2 separate regions of the Triticum aestivum genome follow, and region 1 is linked to region 2. A link is a contact called in public Hi-C data. All regions are on one chromosome and are shown on one strand. Each heading gives the region's core, a stretch centred on a gene start, on an enhancer-like site or on the middle of the called end of the contact. The rest is flanking DNA. Distances are from core to core; before and after follow the strand shown. Region 1 holds the start of LOC123078421. Region 2 has its middle 150 kb from the start of LOC123078420.

Region 1 (3,110 bases), core at 22-2,521, 210 kb after region 2:
ACGAAAAAAAGAAAAACTCTCATGTTACGACAAATAGTGCACATGCAATGTGCCACTTGTCGCAACCTAAGAAGGTGGGAGTGACCTTTGAAAAGAATGCTCGTTAATTAGTGATTTCGCTGAAGGCTACGCTGCTGGGCAAGTCACTTCTAACACCGGTTAGCATAGGGAGGGAGGTAGGGAGATTCTCAAAGAATATCCTACTTAGTGCTCACAGCGAAAGATATTCCGTTAGATGTAAAACCTGGACTGGGCCTTGCCCAACTTGGTAGCTTGGGGGTACACATCGCATATTTGGTTCTACCAATTTTTATTTTTATTTTATTTTGTTCTTTTTGTTTTTATGTTTCTTTTATCTTCCAATAGTTTCTTCTCTTTTTAGTATTCTTATTTTTGAAAATTCTTCTTTTACATTCTAATAAAATAGTATTTTTGATTCGCTAACACTTTTAAAGCCCATGCATTTTAATATCCATGAGCAATACCTGAATTAAAAAGAACAAAATTAAATCCGTTGATATTTTTAAAATTCATATATTTTTTAAAAATACAAAGTTTTTTATATTCATAATTTTTTTTCAAATTCACAAAGATATTTTAATTCATGATTATATTTTTAAACTTGTGTACATTTCTTAAATCCTGGAAAATTTTTATTTTTTATGGGAAAAGGGTGAATATTGAAAGAAAATCCATGATTTGTTTGTATTGTGCACATTTTTTGGATTGACGGATTTGTTCAGACCATGTCCTAGATTTTTCGAACATACAAGCGAGCCTGTGATAATTCATGAATTGATTCAAATTTGAAAGAAAAAAGCTATTGGAGCCAGAATCTGCTGGTTTTTTTGAACTTCACGGTGAGTGAGGCGTCGCTACAGAGACACGGCCCACCTAGCACTATGTGATAATATGTCGCTTAAGGATTACTACCTTTTTATGATTTATTAGATCCATGTGCATTCCTAGATTGATAATTTGAATACAGTCATATATTATAAAAAATATACCATTACAAACTTCAAAAATAATATTTTCTAATAATGATATACCTTTTGTAATACCTAATTCATATTAGATTTGTATAAAATTGATGACCTAAAGGTATGCGCATGACCTAAATCGGAGAGGAGGGAGCTCGATATGCACACAAGAAAGGAGAGCCACAGTTTGTTTGTTTTTTAGGCAAAGAGAGCCACAGTTGTGGTTAGCCCTCTTTTCTGGGTTAGCTTGGGCCCATCTACTAGGGGCTCTAATCCTGACCACCAGGCCCATTTGTCGTGAGACCATCTCTCACCATAGGTCAAGCTGCTTTGGAAGGCGGAAGTGGAAGCTAGGGTTTAAGAAGGTCCAGGACGAAGTGGATCACGGCGATGGCGTCGGCGAAAATCCTAGCGCGGGCTGGCTCCTCCCTCCTCGGCCGCCTCCTCGCCTCCCCGCCTCCGTCTCTTCTGCGGACCGGACCTCCTCTTCCGTCGCTGCTCCATAGGATCCAGCCGCACGTCCCGCCGCCGCCGGCGTCGGTGGACGCACACGAGGCGGAGGTGGTCGCGAGACTAAATTCGCTCCCCGGGGAGATCTCCTTCCCCTGCGGCCTCCCCTCTCTCCGGTTCCTCATTGACGATGGTATGACCTCTCGCATGCTCTACCCCACTTTCCCCTTAAGCTTTCTAGAATATTTCGCTGCATCAGACATTTGGATCGTTGGCCTTTAGCTGTACCGTTGTTGGATAAATGGTGAATGAGAGATGTATAAAGTGGGGAAATGTTGCATACAACTCGCTGTCTACAGATTGCGGAACTCCTCATAAGTCTCTTGCGAGCTAGAAAGTTAATTTTGACACTAGCACTTGTCTGGGGCTGTGGGGGTGGTTGAAAGAACTGATAGGATTGCTTCGGAAATCCTACTTCACATTGATTGTCTGATTTACTTGGTTGATTTGGTGCACGAGCAGCTTAGTGTTCTGCAGTCCCATTATGTCATTAGTGCCTCTATTCATTTTTTTAATACCAAGTGCCTCGACTCGTGGTATGAGGTGTTGGTGGTTATTTGATATGTTTATTATACACTTAGCAGACATCTCCGGCGCATGATAATTTGAGTAAATTGCTGATAAGTTGAGGAATTGTGTCCTGTTTGATCTGGCTCGCTAAGCTTAGCAGACATCTCCGGTGCATGATAATTGGAGTAAATTGCTGATTAGTTTAGGAATTGTGTCCTGTTTGATCTGGCTCACTGATACAAATAAAGGTTTGGTGCCTAAAATAACCAGTACTTAGCCGTCACCCACCTAGTAGCTATCATACGACCTACCCAGCTTAACAAGCGAGTAGAGTGACTCATAGCTTTATCTATTCCTTTTATATGGTTAAATATACGGTTTACTGGAACCATTTTCAGTACACTGCCAATGTTTTGTAGGTTTGGTTCACATTTTCTCAAGCTACAAATGACAGAGTTTAATCAATTCATTTCTTGCAAAGTTGCTTGCTTTCGATGTAGTGATGTTTCTTATATTTGTTCAGTTATGTACCTCACTCACAAAAAGTTTGCAATCACTGTTTTGTAGAGAATCATGCGAGCATAGGAATGCATTATACATTGTTTTAAATTTCCAACTTGTCTTTTTATGCTTGGATATCAACCAGGGTAACAGAACATAAATTTTATGGATCACTGTTTTGTAGATTTCATCTGTTTATGGAGCACGTGGAACCATGAACACTGTTCAGCAAACCATATTATAATAAAGACTTCATGAATTTTGAAAATTCCTCAACACGTGGACATGTGATTTAGGAAGGCTTGGATTCCCTGGAATCTAAAATGCTCAGAGATACTTGAGAAATACTCCTGTTTTTTGCTATTACGAATAGTTTGACTGAATGGAGCACATAGTGTGCTGATCTTTTGTTATTTTTGCCGACCATATCGTTTCATTGTTTTTTGGTAAGTGCCGCAGAATTGATTATTAATTACCTTCTAAATGTATGACTGAAATGGTTATTTTTTGCAAATTGGATTATCTTCCTTAGTTGATACTTGGCTATCTGTAGGAATTGATCCTGTTGCTAATGAACCCCTTGAGTTACTTCCCAAAAGGACTTAC
Region 2 (3,254 bases), core at 604-3,103:
CTTCAAGCGAGATACTACGATGTCTAGCTGAAGACAGCCCCCGATTGGGCCAGCATGGCCACAAGCCTTCAGCGCTTTTTATGTTTCATCTTTTTTGAATTCATTTTTGTTTTGATTTTTAACTTTCGCTTATATTTCGAAATATTGTATGTCTATTATAAAAAACAATTTACATACAAAATTTGAAAAACGTTAATCTTGCATTAAAAATGTAAATGCATATAGAAATATGTTTCTGATGAATACAAAAACTGTAAAACGCGTATGAAAAAATATAAATTAAGAAAATAAGTTTTCAATTGTGTTTTAGTTTTTTTCAATCATTCATGAAAAAATTGTTAAATGCTTATAATTTTTTTTCCAATGTATACGAAAAATGTATAAAAAATGTACCATTTGTATGGAAAAAAGTAGACATAATAAGTTTTCGAAAATGTTAATCATGTATTTGGACAATGTTAAATGTGTGTATAAAAATGTTTCTGATGTATATAAAAAAATTGGAATGTGTAAAATACACATAAAAAATGTGTTTAAATTTTTTAATCAGGAATAGAAAAAAGGTTAAATTTGTATACATAAAATGTGCCCGATGTATACAAAAAATTTACAATGTTGATAGAAAAAGTGAACATAAAAATATATGTTTAAAATATTCATTATCTATTTTATGCATGTTAAACGTATATAGAAAAAATGTTCCTAGTGTACACATAAAATGTACAGTGTGCACGAGAAAATAGACATAAAAAATATAAGTTGTGAAAAGTCTTAATCATGTATTTGAAAAATATTAAACGCATACATAAAAATTGTTGCTGGTGTATATGAAAAATGCACAATGGAAACAAAGAAAAGCTATACAAAAAGAAAAGGAACCACAAAAAACAAAGGAAACAAAAAAAAGTAGCACCAAAAAAGATGAAGAAAAAACTAATAAAAACTGTGAAGTAAACGAGAAAATTGATGAAAAAGTGAAAACCAAAGAAAACCGATGAAGAAAAAAAGAAAACCGATAAGGAAAAAAGGAAAAAGAACCAGATAAAACCATACATAAAAATGAGCGAGCAACTAAACTAGCGAGCGAGCGACAATGCTAAAAGATCAGCCTATATGCGCGAGCCCTTCATACGAGATGAATGCTAGTCTCGCTATAAGCGAGATATAGAATTCGTGGCAAGCCTAACTTGGATCATCCAGAATAGAGTGAACGTATATATCGAATTGTCGATTCGAGGCGACGCTGATGTCAGTGGACCGTCCCATTCGAGCAGCACAGTGCTTTGATTGTGCTAGCTACATAGTGTTGTGCAATCACTGACCTAACCTGTAATAAATACAGAAAGAAAATAATATAGGTACTAGTCCCACCTTATTTTGGGTACTGGTCCACATATTTGATACTCCTATTTTGCCACCACCTGATTATCTCTGATAGACGGTTTTTATTCTCTTTTACTTTTTTGTGTGAGGTATATTCCCTTTTACTTTGTATACAAGATTTGTCTGAGATCAAAGTTCATAAAGTTGATCAATTTTATAGAAGAAAAATCAAGATTCATAATATGAAATTAATATCATTAGATGTGTCATGAATTTGGTTTTTATATTGTATAACTTTAGTATTGTAGATGTTGATATTTTTTATATAAATATGGTTATTTACGACTTTTATATGCCAAATAAAAAAGACCGAGTGAGTATACTAATTAAATGATTGGCCGTTACTAGTCGGGCCACAAAACTTTGCCCAAGATATCGAAGGAGGTCCGGCCTGCATTATTGGAGTCCGGCACTCCACACAGAGGTCAAATCGCGGTAACTGCTGAAAGCAACCATTCGCAGAGAAGAAGGAAACTACTGAAAGCAACGATCCTCATCAAAAAGAAAAAAAAAACTACTGAAAGGAATGGGCGGTGCTACCGAAAGGAACGGGCGGTGCCAGATTCAAACGAAACGGTATTGACGTCCTATCCTATCCTGCCAAACAGCATGGCACACCCACGGTACTTTTCTCGTGATCAGTCAAACGTGTCACTCAAGATTATATCCCGTAGCGGCTGCGTGGCTAGCAGCAGGTGCAGAGTGACGTTTTTCTTCCTCTTGTCGTATAGGTGGAAGCTTTTGATGAAGTAGTGGTCGATGGAAAATAATTGGAGGGAGCGAGGCGGCACATTGGCCAGCCGACGTGTCCCGTTGTGTTCGTGATAACAACGAGATTTGCTACAATCTTGTCAGTGTACCCTAAGGGCAACTCCAACACACGACTTCATCTTCTTCGCGTTGGTTCGTTTGGGCCAAAACGGGATGGCTCGGCCCAACACGAGGCCGCATCCGTATTTTATGTCAGTTTAGCGTTTGATCCGTCCTATTTCCGGCGCAAACATGCGCCTGGTTTGCGCCCAAACGGCCAGACACACGCTTGCTCGTCGCCCGCCTTGAGAACGCGTAGCGGCCGTTCACCTACCTCAACCGCCCAAAATTAATGCGACGCGCGGTGGGGCCTGACTGTCATTCACACGGGCGGAGGATCGTCGTCCTTTTTAACGTGGAAGTCGTGGACCGGCCAGTTGTCAGCACCACTGACATACCGGACCCGCAGGACAGCCAAGCTGGGCCGGAAGGAGGCCGACCCCAGCGCGTGCCCAAGGCCAACCCTCGAGTCTATGGGCCTGACTGGGTTCGGTGAAGCCCAGCCGCACTCACTACTTAACCAAGACCACCCGATGGAGCAAGGCATCCAGAGGATCACGACTCGGCGGCGGCGGCAAGAACCCTAGTTTCCTATCGTTCCTCTCCATTCGTGTAATCCAGCTTGTAATCAGATTGAGATAAACACTTGAGGCAATAGATCGATCCCTCCACTCTTATCCTAACACTTGGTATCAGAGAACAAACACCACCCTCCTCTCGCGCGATCTGGCGCAATTCATCGAAACCCGTCGTCTTTGGCAAGCTCGGGTTCAAATCGAGGCCATGGATCCGACCATGAAGGAGTACATGGACAAGATCACAAGCTCCATGGAGGAATTTCGGCTGGACTCCGCAGCAACACGGCGGCGATCCACGCAAACACCGCCAAGCTGGACGATCTGACGGCCTGGCGGTCCAATCTGGAGCGCCGCGTCGACCAGCTCGCCGATGCGGTGGCGGATCTGCAGCACGGACGCCTGCGTGCGGCGGCAGCGTCTGGTGTGGCGGCCAAGGAGACCAACGCGCCCAGTCCAAGCCTAGACGCGGGCACTGCGGCGGTC

What was found. A called contact is a pair of places that touch in the nucleus more often than the background predicts.
Region 1: a Hi-C map of leaf shows a contact between it and region 2, with 6 times the contacts expected there. The contact joins the promoter of LOC123078421 here to the enhancer-like site in region 2. A contact is called at or near these places in 2 of 5 Hi-C or Micro-C datasets (both in leaf).

What each region holds. Positions count from the first base shown.
Region 1 is chr3D:278,564,604-278,567,713 of IWGSC CS RefSeq v2.1, forward strand. It overlaps LOC123078421, which reads left to right and starts at 1,272. Exons shown (of 3, transcript XM_044500925.1): 1 at 1,272-1,626; 2 at 3,058-3,110. The coding sequence starts at 1,374.
Region 2 is chr3D:278,349,633-278,352,886 of IWGSC CS RefSeq v2.1, forward strand. No RefSeq gene overlaps it. Among protein-coding and RNA genes, the nearest start is that of LOC123078420, 150 kb to the right of the region's middle. Within about 2 kb of position 1,854, at least 1 of the 8 cell types and tissues checked has an H3K27ac peak or open chromatin away from gene starts, as enhancers often do. A contact at or near this core is called in leaf, where this site is marked.